2 separate regions of the Sus scrofa genome follow, and region 1 is linked to region 2. Evidence: chromatin contacts called from public HiChIP or PLAC-seq data. All regions are on one chromosome and are shown on one strand. The core of a region is the stretch at or near the end of the contact, and the rest is flanking DNA. Distances in the headings are between cores, read along the strand shown.

Region 1 (4,691 bases), core at 840-3,339, 66 kb before region 2:
TGTCAGGCCGGGGATTGAGCCCGTGCCTCCACAGCAGCCAGAGCCGCTCCAGCCAGGTTCTTAACCCAGGGTGCACAGCAGGAACTCCAAGACGATAGATTTTATGTTGTGTATTTTACCACAATTAAACAAACCGTTCTCTCACTTTTGTAAAGAGACAGAAAAGTTGTTAGAAAAAACTTTAAGAGGAGAGCAGAAGACAACAAGGTAAGAGCCTTGGCTCTTGGGATCTGGTGCCCAGGTGTCACGTCTGTGCCGTGGGCGACACCCCTGCTGGCCTCCCACTCCCCCGCATACATCTCCATGGGACCCAACCAGCGACAGGGCCGAGGAGGCCGCCCGCTTTGCGCATCTGGTTCTGCGTGGCCCAGGGTGTTTCCCAGAAGCCTCTCTTCCACCAGCAGGACGCTAAGCCACCCTCCTCTTTCCGGTCTTGTCTCAGAAATGCATGTGCTCTGCCCTGAACAGCCCTGACAAGTGGGGTGCTCTCTGCTCGGGATGTGGGGACCCTCTTCAATAAGAGGTGTGGCCTGGAGGATGTCCAGCTGGGCGGGGGTGACCCTGGACAGTCCCCAGAAGGGCCCAGGAGCCATCTCGCAGCCTCCATGTGGGTCCGAGCTCCCGCCTGCAGGACAGGCCAGTCTCACTCCCGAAAGATGGGCCTGGGTCCGAGATAAAGGAGCACAGAGCCCCCAGGAGTCGCACACATGGTGCTGCTCACATGTCTGCAAGCGCCCCCTCCCCAGGCTCCGGGAGCAGATGACCCGCTCTCTAGAAAAAGCAGGGAATCCATTTCCCAGTCCAACGCCCTCAACTTCACCCTTCATTTCATAAACAGAGTCCCTGAAACTGCTGTTCGCAGCTCAGGGGTGGGGAGAGGAAGGCCTGGGGCCGACGTAAACTTTCCTGGAGGCTGTAAGATCCTTCCCTGTGGCTGACGCATCGTGGAAGAGAAGCCAGCAAGTAGGACTAAAGCATCGATTGTGGGTGTTTCCTTTGCAGAATGTTCTACAGCTGGAAGGTGGGAGGGCCTGTGGGTCCCGCGGGGGACCACGCCTGTGACAGCTTCCTGTCTCGGGGGCTCCCTTCCAAAGAGCACCTTAAAAGTCACATTTAGACGCTGCAGACCGTGCATCAGAGGTGGGAGTAACGGTGCATGAGCCTTCAAAACCTGTAGCATGTTTGTCTCATGGCCCGATTCAAACATGCGGGGGGACGTTTTACTATCACGGGTGCGAAGGTGACGCGGGGGGATGGGCGTGGGACGAGAGCTCTCAGATGCACTGCGGAGCCTTGGAGGCCAATTCTGAGCCCGCTTGGCCGTTTGATGGCTGCCGGTCCCCCCTCGGGTCAAGGTGCAGGTCTCGATATGTGGACAGATGACGGGCCAGCCCTGGACCGTGGCTAATTACTGCTGCGCCCCCATGGCTTATTAGCCTTTGCTCACCAGCCAGCAACAGGCAGACGCCCCTCCCACACACACACCAACAAACGGCCCCCTGTAAGGTGGCTGTGTAAGGCGGCAATCCAGCTGGGCAGGCTGCGGCCACGGCTGCTCTGTCCACCAGAAGATTCCTGCCAGGGCCTCTGCCCGCGGCTGCCCGTGAAACTCACGCTGGGCAGGGGCCTCCTCTAGGTCTCCGGGCCCAAGGGCAGGGCTCCCCCATCGGCCAGATGGAGGACTCAGCACTCCCCCCCGCCCCTCCTGTCCCGGAAACACACAGGGACACCCCTTCCTGCCATGAGCCCTGGTCTTGCAAAGGCCGCTGCCCACGGCTTCCTCCGAAGGAGGCTCCATGTGTCCTGGGGGCGGGGGGGGGGCGGACAGAACAGTGCTTCTCCTTTAGCGACGCCCCCCTGTGCTTCCCCCACTGCCCTCGCCTCCCCTCCCCCAGCCCTACCCCCGCCATCCGAGGAGCGACGGATCTGCCACCCCTGTGCCCACATGAGCCCTGGTAGAGCAGCTGGCATTGCCTTTCTGCAGCCTGGCTTGTCCGACTCTGGGCCTCACACTTGGGGGTGACAAACAGCGTCACCCTGGGGCCGCCCGTTTGCTGTGGCTGGATGGGCAAGAGAGGCCCACGGGGCTGGTGGATGGGGCAGCTGCACGTGGGCAGATTAGACGCTGGGACTCATTAATCAGGGACACCCCCCTCGGTACTCCCCTCCAAAAATACGACAAAAAGCCCTGACTCCGAGGAAAGGGGGCTTCCCGAGCCAGCTGCGGGGCTGCCGGTTCCGGGCCGTGGCTGGACGCCCTTCCCTTTTCTCAGGCCGGGCATTTGCATCCCGGGTTCAGCCTGGTGGGTCTCGGTCCCGCCCAGCCCTGCACTCAGGGGAACCAGTTCCAAGGGTGCGGTCCTGGTCTGTGACAGCGAGGTCAGCGAGCCTGGGGGAAGTCACCAGCTGTGGAGCACACCAGAGTCCCAGATGGGGGGCCCCCCAGACACGTGGTGGTGCTGACCCCCCCTCCAAGGCTCAGCAAACGCCTGCCCCCTCCCGGCTGGGAGTCAGTTTCTCATGGAGCCTCAGTGCAACATCCGCTGGGACGTGGCACGTGGTTTTGTCAAGGATGATGGCAAGACAGCAGCGCAGTCCTGTCAAGGATGATCCTGCGTGGGGGAGGCTCCTCCCTTGCACCAGCCAGCTCACGGCTGCTCCATGAGCAGCCGCTCAAGTTCCGGCCTTGCCGGGGTTAGGGCACTGTTGCGTCCATGTTGAAAATGAGGAAGCATTTTGCATTACCCACCTGCCAGCTTCTCCCACCTGCCAGCCTCTCCCACCTGCCAGCCTCTCCCACCTGCCAGCCTCTCCCACCTGCCAGCCTCTCCCACCTGCCTTAGTTTCCCAGGGGAGTGTGTGCATGGAGATGCCCACATTGGGTGGGGCTGGGGCTGGTCTCTGCGTTGGGATGTTCCCAGGACCCTGACTCCAGATCCTTCTGGAAGACCAAGCTGTCAGCTCAGGAGGCACAGTGGCCAAGCTGGCTCTTGGGTGCCTGGTCGAGCCTGCCTTCAAGGGGCTTCTTGGTGGGGCTGGTGGGAGGAGGAGAGGAGGCACCCCCAGTGGCCCATCCCCTATGCCAAATGACGCAGTGCATGCCCCCGGGGAGTGGGCTTATACCCCTCCCCTGGTCCATCTGTCACTGCCCCCTCCCCCGAACTGCCTGAGCTGCTGAAACTGTGTTTAGGACAGGTGGCAGCTCCCCACAGAGACCTGCTTCCAGCCTTCCCTGTTGGGGGCCAGGCTGGGGCCCCCTACTGGCAGGCAGAGCCCCCACAGCAGACAAGGCTGACCCTGCCCCCTGGTGCGGGCAGTCCTCTTCTGTCAGTCGGTGGACGATGACAGTGAGTGTGTGGCCCCCAGGCTGTGCCTGCCCCGTATTCCCCTCCAGGGCCTTCTCGTCCCCTTCTACAAGAAAAGTCCTAACTCTGTCCACCGGGCAGGGCCAAGGGGCCTTGGAAGCCCCAGTCAGCGGCCCCCAAGGCGGCCTGTGATGCCAGATTCGTGCCACCGCATATTAATGGTTTCTCTGGACACTCCTGGCAGCCCCGCCTGCTGGGCAGGGACCGGTCACCACAGCCAGGGCTGGAGTCTCAGATCCTCCTTGCTGGGCTGCCCTGCACGGGGTCTGGCATCGACCTGGCCCTTCCAGGCCTGCAGAGTCTTGGCAGCCCAGGCAGCAGACATTTCTCGGTTCCACGTGACATGAACAGCGCCCTTGTCCTCACGAAGGCCCACAGTGGGCAGCCCCAGTGACCCTCCGGACAGCAGTGCAGCACGGGGCCAGCATGACTGTACCGACCGTCCCCAGGCTGCTGCTGAGGGCAGCTGGCATGGGCCGCGCCTGGCACCTGGGCAGCCACGGCCACACCCCAAGGCCCAGCCTCTGCGATTCCGCCCAGTGTGGCTCTTTAAGGGGAGGGGATCATTTTGCCACCTGTTGCGGGTGGACTTGTCCCGCCTCTAAGAGACATGTCCGTAGTCTGACCTCTGTGCCCTGACTGTCCATGTCCCAACCCCTGTGCCCTGACGGTGACCTGGTGTGGCGCCGGCTCTTTGCAGGTGGGATGAGTCAGGATAGGATCAGCCTGGAAGGGGGCGGGTCCTGAGAGGACAGGACAGACACGCTGGGCAGGATGGCCCTGCGGTGGCCGAGGCTGTGCTTGGGGCCAGGAGTCTACAAGCCATGGAAGACAGGGTTCCCGCAGCATCAGACGCTGAGGGACCGGGAACCGGCTGTCCCCGAGATGCTTAGGAGCTTGGCTCTCCAGACCCCGTGACTCTGGACTTCCGGCCTCCAGAACTGTGACCGGAATTATGTTCTTTTAAGCCACCCAATCTGTGGTCATTTGTTTCGGCGGCCAAAGGACACTGACGTGTTGTCATTTATGTCCAGTTCTGACCCCCAGTGGCCCTGAAGGAGCCACAGGAAGGACCGCTGTTCTCCTCCCCTCCCTACGGAAGGTCCCACTGTCCCAGGGGTCAGGTCCACCACCGTCCATCAGCCCACCCCTTGCCGAACCCCTGCCCTCCTGTGCTGGGGGCTCAGACCTGACCCCTCCCCCCCAGGCCTCCCTCCTGCTGGAGCTCCAGCCTGCAGGAGACGGACAAACGCACAGAGCTTTAGAACAGGTGCCAACGGAGGCCACGCTGGGCCTGGGACGGCTGGGCCAGGGCTGGGCACAGCT
Region 2 (5,230 bases), core at 1,808-4,307:
CTCCAAACTGGAAACACAGGCGCTGAGTGTGAGGGCCCAGGTTGGGCTCCGCGGAGCCAGTGTGGGCCCGTCAGGCGGATGCGTCCTAACCCAGCTCCTGAAGCAGAGGCAGAGTCCCAGCTCTTGTGACAGAGGCCCCGGGGGGCTGGTCAGGAGGGGGTGTCACCAAACGCACCCGGGCCGTTCGCTTTCATTTCGCTCGAGGTCGAGGCACCACGGATCCCCTCACAAAGGGTCTCGACCCCAGTGAACCCGGACTGCGGCCGCGCCGGGCCTCCCACCCCAGGCCTCCCGCGCCTGGTCGATGCTTCTGGGCCTCTGTCTCTCCTTGATTTCCTGATTTATTTTTTCTCGTGGAAAACCTCCTACGGCAGGTCCCAGGCTAGGGGTCGAGTCAGAGCCGCAGCCACGGCCACACGGGATCCGAGCCACATCCGCCACCTATACCACAGCTTGAAGCAACCCCGGACCCTTAACCCACGGAGTGAGGCCAAGGATCGAACCTGCATCCTCACGGACACTATGTTGGGTTCTTAACCTGCAGAGCCACAGTGGAAACTCCTTCTTTAAAGTGGGTCAGTGTCTGCCCTGCCGAGCTCAGAGCTGCCCTCCAGGGACAAGGGCAGTGGCGCACGTGACGTGTCCCAGCCGCCGAGGGCTGTGTGACTCAGGGCCGTCCGTCCTGGTCGCGGGTGGGAGAGTGACGCCCCAGACGTGTCTCAGGTCCAAACCCCAGAACCCGCAAAGCTGCCCTTATTGGGAAAGGGTCTCGGCAGATGAAACGAACGTAAGGATTGAGGTGCAGCCGTTCCGCTTTTACACGAGCGGACCTCAGCGCCCGTGGCTGGTGTCCTCCCGAGACGACCACAGGGGACTGTCCACCCCCCGGGATAGACTGCGATGGCAAAGAGAAGAAAAAAGAGCGAGTATGAGAAGAACTGAGTCACTGCACGGCAGACATTGGCACAACATTGCAAATCAACTATTCTTTAATTTTTTAAATTAAAAAGACGAAAGGGAGAAGAGCAGAGAGCCACAGGCAGGAGGTCGGTGGCCCTGGAGGCAGAGACTGGGGGGCGGGGGCAGACGCAGCCCCAGGAGCGGGAAGAGGCAGGAGGACCCGCAGCCCCTGGGGGGCTGACAGCCACAGACACCTTCCTCCCACACTTCTGGCCTCCAAATAAATTTCTGTGTTTGAAGCTGCCCGGTTTGTGGCCACCTGTCCTGGCAGCCCCCCGGAAACCGGCACGGCCCTGCGGTCTGCCTGTCGCCAGAAACACGCTGGACGGTGGCTGCAGGAACGGGCAGTGAGAAAGTCAGGACCCGGCTCAGGAGCGGTCAGCTGGGGTTCGCATCCCCCCCACCCCCGCCCCAGGCCACTCCTTATAATTCAGCTTTTCACAGGAAACCAGCAAAAGGAAGCACCTGCTCCAGTAAGTCCCCGCAAGGGAGCCCAGGGTGAGCTGTCCGCATGGACTTGCACACAAAGTCCCCACACATGGCTGTCCCCAAACATAGCTGTCCCCAGCCATGGGGAGGAAAGCGGCCCTGGTCCCCCCCAGGAATTGCTCCATCATCACCGGAAAGCTGCCAAGGTCCCGCAGTCGTGTGGGCAGAATGTGGGCATCCCACCTCTACCCCCCTGGTCTGACTGGTCTCCCCGGTGCCCCCCCATCATACTTAGCAACCTGCAAACCCACCCTTAAGTGCAGTGAGGCTCTGTCTGAAGAGGTTTTGGAAAGATGTGTTTTTAAGCACAATATTTATTATTGTTGTTGTTGATTTCTGGCTCCTGGGGGTGGGGGGCTGGGCGGAGATGAAGGCAAGAGGGAAGAGCCTGGGGAAGAAGGAGCAGCCTGATCCTCATGTTCCTTGCCCGTGACCTTGGGGTGCCCTTGAGCACACCGTGCCCTCCCCCCCTCCAGGCTCAGCAGCCAGGCGCTGCAGCCACACCGAGACGGCCAGGCGTTCCCAAAAGCCCCTCGTGAAAGGGACTGCTCGCCAGCACACAGGGAGGCTCCCCTCAAGGGGGGGAGACGGGCAGGATATGTCTGGCGTGGTTGTGTCTTCAAGTTCAAGCACACATCAGACAGAGAGAAGCTGACGGGAGGCAGGAAATAGAGCCTAGAGCCTGCTCGTGGCCATTGCAGGTGCGTGTAGTGCGTGTCTGTGTGTGCATATGTGTACACAGACGTGCAGACGTGCATACTCTGCACCTGTGGCTCACACTATGTGTTGTGCATGTGTGTGTGCTTGTGTGTTTGTGTTTGCATGTGCATGTGACTTGAGCCGTACGTGCACGTGTGTGCGTGCGTGAGCCCACACACATGCGTGTCTTCTGTTGGGTTCTGTTTTTGTGACAGCAACCTGCACACATCCACCACCCCTGCTCCTGCAGATTCCACCCCCAGCCCAGGATCCTGGAGCAAACTCACAGCGGCAGAACCCCCAGCCTGGCCACCCCAGCAGCCAGGACGCTGGCCCTAATGTGGGCCACATGGGGGCCGCAGCCCTGGGCCAGGCCGCCCCTCCCCGGCCCCAGCCTGGGCGGAATCCCCTTTGGGCAGCCCACTCCCATCCCAAGTCCTGAAGGCCAAGGGAGGTGCTAGGTGGCAGGCACCGCCCTGACTCCAGGAGACAGGTCCTGGCCTTGTCCCTCAGGTCCCAGGCCCCCCTGGTGGCTTCCCCTTGGACGTGCGGTCTGACACAGGTGCACAGCCTCGGGGTGTAGCATCTGGCTGATGAGACCGCTGACCTGTGACCCCGCCACTGTGCCCACCCGCATCAGGTTCCTGTCTGACACGGCTGGACACAGTGTTGAGGCACTGTGTTAGGGCTGCCTGCCAAGGCCATGTCCCCTCTGGGCACGTGGCAGGACCCGAGGCTGCTCTAGAGTCTTCCCAGAAAGAGACCGTGGGAGCCAGCAGGCCCATGGCCAGAGAGGGCCGACACACGACGTCATTCTGCCAGGGGGGAGATCCCCCAGAGCCACAGGGGGCCCCCCCCACATGGTGCTGGCCTGCCAGGCAATGATTTGCCCCTTTTCAAATGATTTCACAAACAAGAAAACGAAACAAAAACTGCTTGTTGTAAAGAAATACCACTGGCTCCCAGTGGGGCTTTTCTTTTCAGTGTCCTCTGTTGGACACCCACTCCCTGGGTCAGGACGGGGTTTCCCAGAGCTCTCGCGGCCGGCCCACCCCCAGGAGCTGGTCGCAGCAGATGCGCGGCTGCTTCTGGACCCGTGAAGGTGACCTCTCAGCTCCGCCCCTTCTTCCCGCGAGGGCCGGGCGGCCAAGACAAAGCCTCTGCTGGCACCTGGTGGTGAGTCTTGGAAACGCAGGAGGCCACGGGCTTGCTGGACGCCCCTGGGAGAGAGTACCATCCCCCCCACCCCTCCCACTCCCCCCCACCCACCCTGCGCCTCGTGAACTGGTGAGAAGCAGGATCTGATACTCAGAGGGCCTCAAAAATCTGCCTGTGGTCACACAGCAAGTCACCTGCAGATCAGGACCAGGCTGACTTCTTCAGTGCCTTCTGACTTGGGGTGAGCTGTGAGGCTGTATAATGACACCTGTCGTGCAGGGGCTGGAGTCCTGCCTTTGAGCTCAGACAGGCAGGGTGAGTCCTGGCCGGGCCCTCCCCGATGGGAGCGCCAGGTAAGTGACTCAGCCTGGAAGCCTGCTTTTCTCCCTAACAGTGGAGCCCGTTACAGGCAGCTGGGCTGCTTTGGGGCTGCCAGCTGCCAGTGTGGCTGGCACAGTGTCTGGCACACAGTAGGTGCTCCGCCAATGCTCTTCCTGCTGCTGCTGCTGTTGATAAATGTCAGTGATGACCCTGCAGCTCAGGGTGACCGTGAGATCCCGGAGGGGACCTCGGTTCCTGCTCCAGAACCACGTAACCACGTGCAAGCCTCCTATTTGCTGGAATGAGAAGGTGCCCCTCCCCCCAGGATCTAGAATGAGACCTAGGGGTGGGGAGGCTGCTCTGCCGCCAGGCCACACCCCGTCACTGACCCACCCACGGAGGCAGCTGCTGTTACTCCGGAGTCCCTCAGGCTCTCCTGGATGTGAGTTTCTCGTGGAGAATTATCAGCTCGCAGACTCCTGGGCTTCAGCCCCACACAGGCCAATTCGGCAGGTCTGGGCCAGGGCCTGGGCATCTGTATTTGTGCAGGACTCTGAGTGGGGCCCACAGACCATCAGTTTCAGGGGATGCTGGCCAACCCGCCTTCACAGTTTGGTGGTGGGGACAGCCGCGTGTCCTAGGGTGAATAAGGCTGGACTCCAGTGGCCCAGGACTGTCTGGGGAGTGGCCCCCAGGCAAGACGTGACCAGAAGTGGACAGGGTGGGGGGAAGGCCAGCGGGCCAAGAAGCATCAGCAGGCAGCAGAGGCGGGGCAGCCGTGCGGGAGGTGAACCCCGGGCCTACAGCACGTGGACAGGCGTGAGTCTGGAGGGAGGAGCAGGAAGGGCAGCAGGTGGTCCCTTGGGTTCTGAAGTTCTTCCTACAACAGCCCGCGGCACTGACACTGGCAGAGCACCATGGTCAGAGCTCTGGGGCCGCCCGATGCCTGGTGGGCATGCCTGGTGCCCCCGATGCGTGGGGCACGGCCAGACAGCCATGGCCAAAGCTGAGCTCCTGTTGGCATGAGTGCAGCCTCCTGCCTGGTGGGCATCGGGCACACCTGCCCTGGACTCTGCAGAAGATGATAGGCAGCTGGGTGCCTGCACGGAGTCAGTGATACTTGGCCGACAGCAGCTGTGGAGGGTGGGCCGTGTGGGGACTGTTCCAGAACAGGCCCCCTATACATCCCAGGGAGCATGGATGCTGCTGACAGGGCAGGACCAGCCGGGCAAAGGCCAGGGGGATGCGGGGCTGGCTCTCCAGGGCCAAGAAGGGGCCAGACCCTGGCCGTTGGTCAATGGCCTCAGGCATTTCCATCGGACCCCAGAGTCCAGGCCTCTCCGAAGGTACAAAGCCGCTGCAGGCTGGCACATGGGTGTCTTAGCTTAAGAAACCCCCAGGCAGGGTGGAGAGCGGAGAAGGGGTGTCCAGGCGCCCTGGGAGGGCGGAGGGGCGTGGCCCTGTCTCAGGAGGCGGGGCAAGGTGGGGTCTTACCCTCCTGGGAAACTCCTTTCCCTGCCTGATGAGGCCCCGTGCTCACTGCAAACCCCGGATCAAGGCGCTCGATCCGGATCCCGGGAGCCTGCCTCCCCAGAGGGCGGAT

Evidence for each region. HiChIP or PLAC-seq counts read pairs in DNA pulled down with a chosen protein or histone mark.
Region 1: an H3K27ac HiChIP or PLAC-seq map of skeletal muscle shows a contact between it and region 2, with 3 times the contacts expected there. The contact joins two enhancer-like sites. A contact is called at or near these places in 4 of 47 Hi-C or Micro-C datasets (embryonic fibroblasts, heart right ventricle, omental adipose tissue and 1 more) and 1 of 2 datasets of contacts at active chromatin or transcription factors (skeletal muscle).

Annotation. Positions count from the first base shown.
Region 1 is chr13:206,363,824-206,368,514 of Sscrofa11.1, reverse strand. No RefSeq gene overlaps it. Among named protein-coding and RNA genes, the nearest start is that of CRYAA, 72 kb to the right of the region's middle. Within about 2 kb of position 2,089, at least 26 of the 83 cell types and tissues checked have an H3K27ac peak or open chromatin away from gene starts, as enhancers often do. A contact at or near this core is called in omental adipose tissue, retroperitoneal adipose tissue and skeletal muscle, where this site is marked.
Region 2 is chr13:206,298,753-206,303,982 of Sscrofa11.1, reverse strand. No RefSeq gene overlaps it. Among named protein-coding and RNA genes, the nearest start is that of CRYAA, 7.5 kb to the right of the region's middle. Within about 2 kb of position 3,057, at least 53 of the 83 cell types and tissues checked have an H3K27ac peak or open chromatin away from gene starts, as enhancers often do. A contact at or near this core is called in omental adipose tissue, retroperitoneal adipose tissue and skeletal muscle, where this site is marked.